Regions from separate parts of the Oryctolagus cuniculus genome. Here region 1 is linked to region 2. The links are chromatin contacts, called in public Hi-C maps. All regions are on one chromosome and are shown on one strand. Each heading gives the region's core, a stretch centred on a gene start, on an enhancer-like site or on the middle of the called end of the contact. The rest is flanking DNA. Distances are from core to core; before and after follow the strand shown. Region 1 holds the start of KHDRBS3 (KH RNA binding domain containing, signal transduction associated 3). Region 2 has its middle 100 kb from the start of MIR30D.

The links. Hi-C and Micro-C count contacts between places; a contact is called where the count stands out from the background.
Region 1: a Hi-C map of embryonic fibroblasts shows a contact between it and region 2, with 6 times the contacts expected there. The contact joins the promoter of KHDRBS3 here to the enhancer-like site in region 2. A contact is called at or near these places in 2 of 6 Hi-C or Micro-C datasets (ear pinna and embryonic fibroblasts).

The regions. Positions count from the first base shown.
Region 1 is chr6:160,981,719-160,988,108 of mOryCun1.1, forward strand. It overlaps KHDRBS3 (KH RNA binding domain containing, signal transduction associated 3), which reads left to right and starts at 2,718. Exons shown (of 9, transcript XR_007918874.2): 1 at 2,718-3,224.
Region 2 is chr6:160,461,818-160,467,841 of mOryCun1.1, forward strand. No RefSeq gene overlaps it. Among named protein-coding and RNA genes, the nearest start is that of MIR30D, 100 kb to the left of the region's middle. Within about 2 kb of position 1,809, at least 2 of the 8 cell types and tissues checked have an H3K27ac peak or open chromatin away from gene starts, as enhancers often do.

The sequences.
Region 1 (6,390 bases), core at 1,468-3,967, 520 kb after region 2:
TGAGGGCTGCTACGCAAGGACCCTCTTGGTGCTGGGGCAGAGAGGTGAGTTGTGGACTGGACCAGAGGAGAAACAGCAGCTGGGGTTCCTCAGTGTCACTTAAGGCCTCCATTCCAGGGAAGACACAAACGGTGCAGGAGACTGCGTGGTCCTGGTCTGAAGTGGCCTCGGAGAAGTCTGTCTTGTCCATGGATGGCCCCTGTCCTTAGAGCAGTCTCTGCACACAGTATCTGCTCAGTGAGTACTGCTATGCTCTGGAGATCCTGAGCCTGGAAGCCCCAGGACGTGGGTGTGGCCAGTGCCTGCAGCTGCGTGCAGGAAATCACCACCTCCCCCAAGGTCTGGTTTTCTAATTTTCAGTAGGATCTGAAGGTTCGCGCCTGCAGGATGGTGCCCTTGTGAAGACCGGCAGTGTGCAGGGAGGAGCCCACAGTCAATGGCTCAGCCAGGTTGGAGGGTGGGATAATTTCCTGAGCATCTCACTGAAACATTCATCTCCCTCCTCCCTGGAGGACCTGGTCTGGGCACTCACAAAGCCGGGCACCTGCCCTCTTGGAAGGTACTGGAGGAGGGAGGTCTGCCGCAGAAGATTCAGTGCCCTGGCTGTCAGCTTCCTGGTGCACAGCCCTCCTCCCCAGCTGCTGGCCGGTCATTCTGCCAACTGCTTAGAGAAGGGCAGGATAGAGTGCCAGGGGCGTGTGCCACAGGACCAGGAAAGGAGAGACAGAACGTTGGACTCATTAGAGAAACAGGTGGGGCTGGGAGCCCTCACCCACAGCTGTGGGACCCTAAGTAAAGCATTAAATGGCTCTGAGCCTCGGGCTCCTGACTTGTGAGTGGTGAGAAGTCTTCCCTGCGGGGTGCTGAAAGAAGTGCAGCCAATGCAAAGCCACTAGCATGCTGCCTGGCACTTAGGAAACACTTAATAAACACAGCGATCACTCCAGGTTTGAACTGTTGCTGGATGACAAGCGCAGATGAGGCAGTTGGTAGCAAGCAGAGAGTCTAAGATCAGGGGCTCAAAGCAGGGGGTGGGGGCAGCTGAGTAGCTGTGCCCATTCTCCTCCCCTGGGATCTCAGCTGCCACCCTCTGTACCCCTCTGGGACAAGCCCCAACTCACACGCCCGAAGCTAAGCTACGTCCTGTGAACAGCAACAAAAGCTGGAGGTGTGCCTCTGTCCTACTCTGTTAAAGCAGAAAACATTTCCCCAAAGGCCCTCCACGGGTGCTGGCTCAGAAACTCAGAGCGCTGAGCTAACCAAGGGGCACAGCGCATCAGGGAGGAGCTGGGATGCAGGGAGGACCCTGGGGCAGAGCGGAGGGGTGTCAGCCCCTGTCCTCAGTCTCCTGGGAGATGCCCCGTGTCCTCCAGCAGGTCCAGCAGTGGGGCTACTAGGGGCTTCTGTTTGCCATGTGTCCCTTGGAACAAGAGCTAGAGCCGGCGGGAAGCCGGGATCCAGGTGCCCCAGAGAGCAGCAGAGCGCAGAGGACAATACTCCAAAACAAAGAAGGGCTGTGCCTTCATTATTGGGTTCAGGGAGCTTCCTCAGGGGCTAAATACCTAATCCTTGAGACCCCCTAAGGAAAAAAAGGTTCCACTGTCATCTCCCTGGACAGAAGACACCTGCCCACCTCCTCCCGCGGCTGCTTCCTCTTCCAGGACGAGACAGAGCAAGAGTGTCAGGGAGTCTCGGCCCCACCCCGGGGCCGGGGCGGTGGAGTGGTGGAGCAGGAGACAGTGCCGGTGCAGGTGTTTGGGAGTGAGGGGCCCCAGTTCAGAGCAGCCTGGGGCTTCTGCATCTGCATGGCAACCGCGTGGATTCGGCCACGGGTCGCTGTCCAGAAGATGGGCCGTGCCCCGGGCTTATTCCTTCTACAGACATTCCTGGTGTCCCCCCCACCAACATCCGCCCAATCACCAGACAGTGGGGACCCCTACCCCCAGGAAACACCTCACAGAACTCCAGCTCAGCCCGACCCTGGGCGCCCAAGGCCAGCACGGACTCGCAGCTCTCTTTGGGAATGACCTCTGGGCAGCGAAAAGTCCCGGACCTTCCCGGGGGACGCTTCGTCCACGCCCCTCAGGCGCCGGCGACCAGAGGCCACCCCCCACCCCCGGGCGGCTCTCTCATCCAGGACCTGGCTCAGCCCAGAGAATGGCAACCCCGCCGCGAGTCCGAGAAGACAAAGTCGCCCTGAAGGGCGCGAGCCTTTACGTAACCGGCCTCGCGCCAGGGGTCGCGGGAGGCCGGCGCTCAGCAAGGAAGGCTCTGCGGCCAGTGCGAGGGGGCAGCAAGGCCGCCTAAGTTAGGCGAGTCCCGGAGCCGGCAGGAGCAGGCGGCCGCTCGCCTTGGCCCCGGGCCCACTAGGGCGCCCCTTCCGGATCGACCCCTGTCCCCCACTCCTGGGACCGCACGCGGGGTGATGACCTTGGGCGCGCCTCCGGACCTCCCCCGGCCTCAGTTTCCCGGTGTGGGCGTCCAGCCAGGCTGCAACGGCGCCCTGGGCCTCCCGCCCCCGTACCCCTACCCAGGCCTGGCTGAGGGAGTCGGCACGCGCCAGGCGTCCCCGCACCCCCGCGCCCGCACCCGGCCGGCGCTGCCCGGAGCGGCCCCACGAGGCGGCGCGCGCCGCGGCGGTCGGGCCCAGCGCGCAGGCGCGGCGCGGCGGGGCGGGGCGGGGCGGCCGGCGCTGGACACTCGGCGGCGGCGGCGGCGGCGGCTCAGAGTGCGCGGGGCGGCGCGCGGCGTGCGGTCGCGGGAGCTGCCCAGGCGCGGGAGCCGGCTGGCGGGGCTCTCCCCGGACCGCCTCAGGGTCTGCGAGCGCGCCGCCAGGGCCAGCCTGAGGGGCCACCTGGCCGCACCGGCGCCCGCCCGGAGCGCGGGAGCCGCGTCCCGGACGCCGCGGCCGCCAGCGCCGGGCACCCGGCGGCCACCGGGGACTGGGGCTGAGCGGCCGGTTCCCGCCCCTGTGGCGCCGCCGCTGCCGCCGCCCGGCCGCCCGCCCGGCTTGGCCGCCGCCGCCGCGGCGTCTGGCCCCGGGGTCCGGGCCGCGGGCGGGGTCGGGGGTTGCGGGGCCGCCGCTGCTGCCCGCGCGCCTCGGGTTCGCATCCCGGGCCCCGGACGGCCGCCGAGCATGGAGGAGAAGTATCTGCCGGAGCTGATGGCGGAGAAGGACTCCCTGGACCCTTCCTTCACGCACGCCCTGCGGCTGGTGAACCAAGGTGAGGCGCGCCGGCCGTTAACTGCCGGCCGGCGGCCGTTGGGGCGGGCGGTGGTCGGGGGGCTGCGGGACGCCTGGCGGAGACCCCTGAGGGGCCCCGGGGAGACGCTGGGATGCGACTTGAAGGGAATCTCTGGGGACTTGGGGCTGCCCAGGGGGTAGCTTGTGAGTGGGGACGGCGGGCGTCGGGGGGCTTCGTCGTGGGGGGACCCCGGGGTCTAGGGTGGGTGTTTGGTCGGTCTGATGAGCCGCAGGGAAATGGAGGAACCTGAGGGGACCCGGTGCAGAGCCGAGGAACGGAACAGGTGCTTGGGCTGTTGGTGAAGTTCGGGGCTGAGAGGGGAGGACCGCGGGGGTCCCAGGGGAGGACCCCAGGCCCCTCGCCCCGCGCGACCCGCCTGCCCGGGGTCCGGGGTCAGCAGCCCTGGCCAGGCCGGCTGCCCTGCTCGGGGGCTGGCCCGTGGGGCATCGGGAGGGGACCGGAGGGAGGCCCCCCGTCGGCCTGGCTGCGCCGGGTGGGTGACCCTCCGGGGCGGCCGGCAGGATGGAGGGCACTGCCGTTTCGCACGCGCCCAGCCGGCCGCTGGACGGGGTGTCTGGAGGCAGCACACCCGGACGGCGAGCCTCTGGCTGCGGGATAAGCCGCTGGCGTGGACGGTGGGTTCAGCCTCCCTCCTTGGGAGCAGCCCTCGCCCCCTCCTGTGCGTTCAGTGGGCGATGGGTTCGGGCCCCCGGCCTGCCTTTTCCCTGCGAAATGGCAGAAACGAACCTGGTCGGATCGGTTACCTTTGGCGTGAATCGCTGCGAGTCTAGCTCCTTGGTTAAGTCCGGGCTGCTGCTCTTAGCGCTGACCATGTCTCTTCCGTGGTCGGAAAGTGAGAGACGAGGCAGACATGTTCCGTGTGTGTTGAGGTCGCTGTGTTTGACACAGAGACCTCCGGTGTTTGCCCGGCGCACCCAGTTCTTCCGGTGGGCTGGTGGCGGTGGTGGGGAGACTGCCTGAACCCGAGATTTACGCACGTTGGAATGGTTGAGCAGGTTTGCGGAGCACCCCCCCCCCCCCCCGTTTTAATTGCAAGCTTATTCTTATTTTTGAATAAAATGGATTTGTGAAAAAGAAGTGGGCATGCATGCCTAAATTAGAGAGAAAGAATGCTAAGTTTCATGCTCATGTTGTTCAGAGCAGTTTACGGTTCCGTTCACACTCCCGGCTCTGCGATTTGCATGCATCTTTTGTTGCCTGCTAGGCTGTCCTATCTGTGGGAGAAATTTCTTTGTACGTTGGGTGAGTTCAGCAGCTTTCGAAATATTCTGGGCTGTGGAGTAAGTGCATTTTTCCTAATAAAGAAGCAGAATCCAAGTTATGCTGCGCTGAATTAAGGAAACTTATTTAATGAGTTATTTTAAAGTCAGAATTATTTTCTGTGCCATGTTTCTGTAGTATCGTGTTGCTAACACACTGAAAAATTCTTTTTTCCCACTTTGCTGTTTTTACTACTGTTAATGGCTTCCAGTTACTTGAAAAAGATGCTGGGGAGTGTTGGGGAAATGTTGCCATTCAGTGATTTTTAGAGGATGATTTCCTTTTTCATCAGAAATTCTCTTGGGAGCATTTCTCACGTGTGGAGGCGGCCAGAGGTCCACTCAGCTGCGTGTGTAACTCTTAACTTGTTACTTGAGACTAAAAGGCTTTTCCCTTAATTCAGGGGCCGACACCCAGAATGTGAAGTCCTGTTAATTGAAAATATTAATTGTGCTGTTATGTAACTTCAAAATTACAAGTATCTTTCTCAGACATCATGGATTCAGTTGAGTTTGCGTGATTGTTAGAAAGCTTTCATTTCAATCTGATGACCAGGTTGGCTTGTTACTGGCTGTATGAAAGTATTTTATTGTTACTTAGCTGTGTTCTTACCACCTGCCTCTAAGAAAGCTGTGCTTTCCAGAGGTTATTCTGAATCTCAGCACTGGAATCCGTATTCTACACTGAATTGTGCAATGATGATGGGTCAGCATTGAAGCCTTTGTTTTACTGTAGAGTGACATGTAACAGAAATATTTTCTGAGTAACATTCCCGAATGCTAACAGTACCTTGTGTTTGAACAGTGTTTTATTAAAGTCTCCCAGGCACTTCATTGAACATCCTCTCCAATTCCATCCTCATGCTTGTATCCTTGTGAGGCAGGTGTTGGTGTTTTTTTCTGGGAGCACCTCAGTTCTACAAGCTTTTGCAGGCCACCAAGAATTAATTTGAACTCAGATCTTCTGTCTCTAAGGCCATTCATAATTTCTGCTTATACCTTCAGCAAAAGATGAAAGGAAATGCTTCTCACATGCTAATCTGAAACCCTGCGGAAATCACAATAATTAATATGATTGTTTCCAGGTGACTTAATGTAAGGGAAATCATGTGTCCTTTAGGAAGACTTACCGAGATTTTTTTAACGCAAGTTAATTCTGGCATTTGTCTTTGAAAAACCAAGTGTTCATGGTAGACTTATCTCACAGGATTTTAATGCTCATGCCAAGAGGCACGCTTGGATTAAAGCTCTCCTGTGACCAACATTCTAACCAGCATATTACAGTAATAAAGCAGTTTGTAAATGAGGTGTAGTCTTTTCTTTAAAATCTAGTATTTTTAAACATTATTCAACTTGTAGCTGTATTTTTTTCTTTTCTTTTTTATTTTCTTTTCTCTTCTTTTCTTTTCTTTCTGATAATCTTTAAAGACTTGAACTGGGAAGACATGAAGAGAGAACTCTTCTGATTTGGCTTGGCTTACATACTTTTTCCAGACTTAAGGTTTCATGAAGGGCATTAATCTTTGTTTTCTGAGGATAACTTGTTCTTTTCCCCATCCCTAACTGCTGATTTTGTTTCTCTAACAAAAGTAATGGGTAATGTTTACTTGCTGTTAAAAGAGAATCTAAGAAAAGCCTTTGATACTCTCCTCTTTCTAGCAGCAGTCCCCTGCCCCCGCCCCCAAGTGTCTGTAGGATGCTTTGACATTGCGGTGTCTTGCCTAGGAGGTTAATTAGAGAAGAAAGTACTGTTGCATGTTTTTTATTATGTTTGCTGGTAAGGGATGTGCTGACTCTTTAGAAAACATCTTTAGAAATGTCTCATGCATTGTAATTCAACTCAGTTCTCCAGTATTAGTTTGGAT
Region 2 (6,024 bases), core at 559-3,058:
GGTTAAAGCTCCCACCTGCAGTGCTGGCATCCCATATGGGTGCTGGTTGAAGTCCTGGCTGCTCCACTTCCAATCCAGCTCCCTGCTAATGCACCTGGGAAGGCAGTGGAGGATGACCCGAGTCCTTGGGCCCCTGTACCCACATGAGAGACCCAGAAGAATCTCCTGGCTCCTATCTCCCAGTTGGCTCAGCTCCAGCCATTGTAGCCATTTGGGGGAGTGAACCAGCGGATGGAAGACCTCTCTATCTCTGTCTCTACCTCTCTCTGTAACTCAGTCTTTCAAATAAATAAAATAAATCTTAAAAAAAGGGAACTGGAGACTTGGACTGGGCTATTATGGGGCCACGGCACTTGGCTGCACTGTTGTGCCTCCATAGTCCTGCACTCTTTTCCACATTCATAATGACCTCTTTGTGGGTCTGAGGCCCTGTAGGGACACAGAGTACCACTGAATCGGTGATCCACCCCTCTAATTTTGACAACCCTGCTCCCCCAACTCCTCAAGCGTGCTCTTCCTAAGCTTTGCATGTTCTCTCATTGCTCTTAAAGGCATGCCCTCACCCCCCAGCCAGAGGCGAGTCTTTGGCCTTCTCAGGGAGTGAGTGAGAGAGCTCCCATCCTCTGGTTCGCTCTCCAAATGCCTGCACTGGCTCCCAAGGAACTCAATTCAGGTCTTTCAACCACTTGAGCCATCACTACTGCCTCCTACAGTCTGTAGTAGCAAGAAGCAGAGTCAGAAGTGGAGTCAGGTTTCAGACCCAGGAACTCTCACACGGGTTGTGAGCATCTTAGCTGGTATCTCAGCCACTAGGCTAAATGCCCACCCCACAAGGCACCTTTCTAAAAGCAGCTCACTTTCTTCAAGATTTACAACATATGGCTGTTAGCAATGAGACAAAAAATAAGAAACAGTAGTGGGGGGTGTGGAGGGGAAGCCTTGCACCTTGTTGGTGGGAATGTAAATTAGTACAGCCATGATGGAAAACAGTATGCTGATTCCTCAGAAAACCAGAAATAGATCAGCTCTATGATCCAGCTATCCCCCTGTTAAGTATGCATACAAAGGAAACAAAATGTTGAAGGGATACCTGAATTCACACGTTTGCTGCAGGACTATTCACAATAGCCAAGCTGTGGAATCAACCTGGATGCCCATGAATGGATGAATGGATAAAGAAAAGGTGGAAAATATATAGCCAATGGAATCATATTCAGCAAAACGAGTGAACTTCTTCCATTTGCAGCAACATGGATGGACGTGGAGGACATCGTGTTTTGTGAAACAAGTCAGTCTCAGAAAGACAAACAACACCATGTTCTCACTTATTTGAGGAAACTAGAAAGTTGATCTCAAAGAAGTATAGACTAGTGGTTGCCAGATTCTGGGGAGAGCTTGAGGTAAGGAGAGGTGGAGAGAAGATGGTGAATGGATACAGAGGGACAGGAAGCATACCTCTAAGGTTGGATGGCACAGAAGGAGAACTATGGTTAACAATGAATTGACTATTTCAGGATAGCTTTTAGGATTTCGAATGTTCCCAACACAAAGAAATGATGTATGTCTGAAGCGATGTCTGACACTGTTAGATTTGGGCAGCAGTGAGCCTTTCTCTGGGATTCGATTTCCTATCTAACACAAGGATCTGTCTTTTGTGCATTCTATGAGCCTGTGATGATGGGGAGATGAAGTTGTCGTCTCCTTGTCGGCCACTAGGCCGCGCTATTGGTCTGCAGTCGGGGTGGTTGCTACCCACAGACTTAACTGTGTATAATGTCATGCAGCGATGATCAATGATGAACGGATGCGGCAGATCATTAGCTGCAGCCCTACTCCCTCGAACCTGTTTCTGCGTGGACTGAGCGCCAGAGTCCCAGATCTCTTGTGAAAAGCCGCAGGTTGCTGCCCACCGTCTCAGCGGGCTGCGTCCTCGCCCCAGGGGCTCCAACGAGGCGCGCGCTGCACCTATTTCCCGCCCCCATTTCAGTTTGGCAACTTGGGGTTATAGAACTCACAGGGGGGACCGGAAGTGTTCAGTGCGTGAGCGGCAGCGGGAGCAGCACCGAGCCCGCCCCTGGCTGGGCGGGAAGCAGATGAAAGTCGCCTCCTAGGCGGCTCCCAGCCTCCCTGTCCCCGCGCGCGTGTCCAGCACGGACCTGCTGTCCCGTCCCGGCGAAGCCTGCCTCGGGCCCTCCCTCCCGGGACTGCCTCTAGGCGGCAGCACGGCATAAGGGAATGCACTTGGGAGCCCGAGTCAGGGCATGGGGTTCTGGCTGGTGCTGGTTCTGCCTGCAGCCTCTGCTGCGTGGCCTTCGGCAAGCCGCTCGCTGCCCCGTGACCTCCGTTTTCTGTAAAATGGGATGCTAGCAGGTGCTCTAAGCGGGTGTGTGGAGGCCGTCCGTGTACTGCCTCAGGCTCTGAGCAGCGGGTAGGACACCCCGGGTGGAGCTGTGGATGAGGGACATCTGGGTTCTCGGTCTTCAACTGCCTTGTGATTTGGGGAAAATCTCTTCACCTTTCCCAGCCTGAGATCGCTGATTTGTGAAAGACAAAGTTGGAGCAGAAGATGCTTATCTTAGGCTGTTTGGGATGCTGGAACAAAATGCCTCTGACCAAATAATTTATAAATAATAGAGATTTATTTCCCACCCGTCTGGAGGCTGGGGCGTACAAGATCAGGGACAGCAGATTTGCCCTCTGCTTTGCAGAAGGCATCCCCCATGCAAACTCACACAGCAGAAGGCAAACAGCTCTCCCATGCCTCTTTGTAAGGTCCCCGACCCGGGTCAGGGTGTCCCTGCCCTCATGACTCACTCACCTCCTGCAGGCCCCACCTTTTAACACTGTCCCCAGTGGCAATTAGGTTTAACACGTCAGTTTTGGAGGGACACAAACATAGAGGCCATGGGCATCCGTACGTTCTTCTCTGTTCTGCACTTCAGCCTCACCTGTGTTCTACACCTTTCCAGGCTTGACCCAGAAAGTCATGAGGTCATTAAAGACAGTGGAAGCAAATACATGAATGGGCAATCAGTAGGACCTGGATTATCCCCGAAGCAAAATTCATCCTTTCCCCATGAGATCTGCTTTTTCTGGTCTCCTGATGAGATACTGTGGCAGCTCAGAGACCACTCCTCACCCCTGCCTTCTCTGAACTCCCAGGTCAAGGCCATGTCGGCTTCATTTGATTCCATGCTTGGTCATTGCACCCTCAAAACCCAACAATCACATTGTTGACATGTTATTCTTTGAAATGGAGCTATGTTTCCCTTGGCCTTATTGCATGTATGTAAGATAACATGTTCTGTAGCATGTTATAGTTGTGATTATCTGCACGTCTGTCTCTCTGTAAAGCAGGAATCTGTAGAGGGCCTGTGCGTAATCCTTATAGGAAATGGCGTTGTGACGTGGTATGGTAAGCTGCCATTTGCGTCGCTGGCATCCCATATCGGAGCTCTGGTGTGAGTCCCAGCTGCTCTACTTCTGATCCAGCTCCCTGCAATGTGCCTAAAAAAGTACTTGGCCCCTGTCACTCGTGTGGGAGACGTAGATGAAGTTTCCAGCTTTGACTTGGCTGAGCTTTGGCCATTGTGACCATCTGGGGAGTGAACCAGAAGATGGAAGCTCTCTCTCTCTCTCTTTGTCCGTTTTTCTCTCTCTGTCACTCTGCTGTTTGAACAAATAACCATAAATCTTAAAAAAAAAAAAACCCTCCATATTCTTAGGGCATAACACAGTGCCTGGTGCATGGCAGTCACTGGAGATTTTCAGGGGGATGAATGGGTGAAGAGAGAGAATAATGAATGAAGTATGATGTCTGTTACTCAGACTTTAACCTCCATGGCAGCGTTGGGCTGAGGGTGGAGTCTGAGGACTCCCAGGTTGCACTGGGGCCCCTTCTGTCAGAGCAGGTAAATAAAAGTTCTTTTTACACTGTCCGAACAATTGATGTCAAGGTCATACGTTTGCAATCTCAGGATCAGTCTTTTTTTTTTTTTTTTGGTTTTGTGTGTGTTCAAGTATAGACCTCATGTTCTCTTTTATTTTCCTTGAAGGTTAAACTTTTGCTTTTTTTTCCCTCTATAAAGATGTTTTAAAAATCCCATCTTGAAGCGTTACAGATTTTTTTTTTCTCCCAGCAGCTAGAAACAGATATATAAAATCCACCCACCTTACAAATGAAAATGATTGATATACATCTGCATTGGATAATAAAACCCAGCTGAGTCTCTTTTTAAAAAGCTCGTTCCAGGAATTTAACTGAAAGGCAAATATCCAACGGCAAAAGGAAGATTTTTCTCTCTGTCTCTCACTGTCCACTCTGCCTGTCAAAAAAAAAAAAAAAAAAAAAAAGAATGGGGAGAGTTGGTGGTGGGAAGAGAAAGTCACTTTTATTAATGTTCCCAGCACTTTATATACAAGGTATCCTTTAATCCTCCCTACACGGCAAGGCAATTGACATCAGCCCTAGTTTTTCAGGAGAGTGAATTTGAGGTTCTGATGTGTTATGCAACATTCCCAAGGTCACGCATGTTGAGTGGTGGCACTGGCTTCCAATTAGAGTTTTTTAAATTTTTTACATTTATTTATTTAGTTATTTTTTTGACAGGCAGAGCTAGACAGTGAGAGAGAGAGAGAGAAAAAGGTCTTCCTTCCGCTGGTTCACCCCCCAAATGGCTGCTATGGCTGGTGCACCATGCTGATCTGAAGCCAGGAGCCAGGTGCTTCCTCCTGGTCTCCCATTTGGGTGCAGGGCCCAGGCACTTGGGCTATCCTCCATTGCCTTCCTGGGCCCCAGCAGAGAGCTGGACTGGAAGAGGAACAACTGGGACAGAACCCGGCGCCCCAAATGGGTCTAGAAACCGGGGTGCCAGTGCCGCAGGCAGAGGATTAGCCAAGTGAGCTGTGGTGCCAGCCTACATTTATTTTTTAAAAAAGTTTATTTGAAAGGCATTTAGAGAGAGAGAGAGAAGAGAGAGAGAGGGAGAGAGAGAGGGAGAGATCTTCCATCTGCTGGCTCACTTCTTAAATGGCTGCAAAGCCATATCTGGGTCAGGCCAAAGCCAGGAGCCAGGAGTCAGGAGCCAGGAAATCTTATAGGTCTCCCACAAGGCTGAAAGGGGCCCAGGTACTTGGGCCATCTGCTGCTGCTTTCCCAGGTGCATTAGTAGCCAGCAGGATTGGAAGTGGAGCAGTTGGGACTTGAACTGGTGCTCTGATATAGGATGCTGGTGTCTCAAGAATATTAATCTGTTACACTACAGCTGTGGCCCCAAGTTTTTTTTTAAAGATGTATTTATTTGAAAGGCAGAGTGACAGAGAGAGAGGGAGAGACATAGAGAAAGATCTATCCTCTGATTCACTCCTCGAATGGCTACAATGGATGAGGCTGGGTGAGGTCAAAGCCAGGAACCTGGAGTTTCATGGGTCTTCATGTGTGTGACAGGAGATCAAGCACTTAGCTCATCTTCCACTGTCTTCCCAGATGCATTAGCTGGGAGCTGGATTGGAAGTGGAACGACTGGAACTAAAAGTGATGCTCCAAAGTGGGATGCTGGCTTAACCTAGGGCGCTACAATGCGGCTCCCACATTAGGTTTTGTACGTTCAACTCCTCCATGAACTCTGTGGAAAGGTACACATGCAGGACTGTAGCTTCCTGCAAAAATTGTGTGTGTCCTGTGATGGATGCCTTCTTTTGATCACTGCTTGCCCAAGGTTGAGTCTGGAAGTGACGTCACCATCATCCATGGGGTTTAAGCATGAGTGCTGGCAAGTCAGGTAGACACTGGATTCAAACACCAGCTCCTCTACTTACTAGCTGGATAGCTATTGATGAATAACTATTTTTAAATCTGCAAAATGGGAGTTCTCATGTTACTCATTTTGTAGAATTGTTTCGAAGATGAAGCAACATAGTGAAAATAAGATCTCCAGGACTAGGTTGCCCAGTAAATGTTAACTTGGTCACTAGTTACACCTTAAGCCCCAAAGATGCCCTGCTATGAATTTCAACAACCCTCCC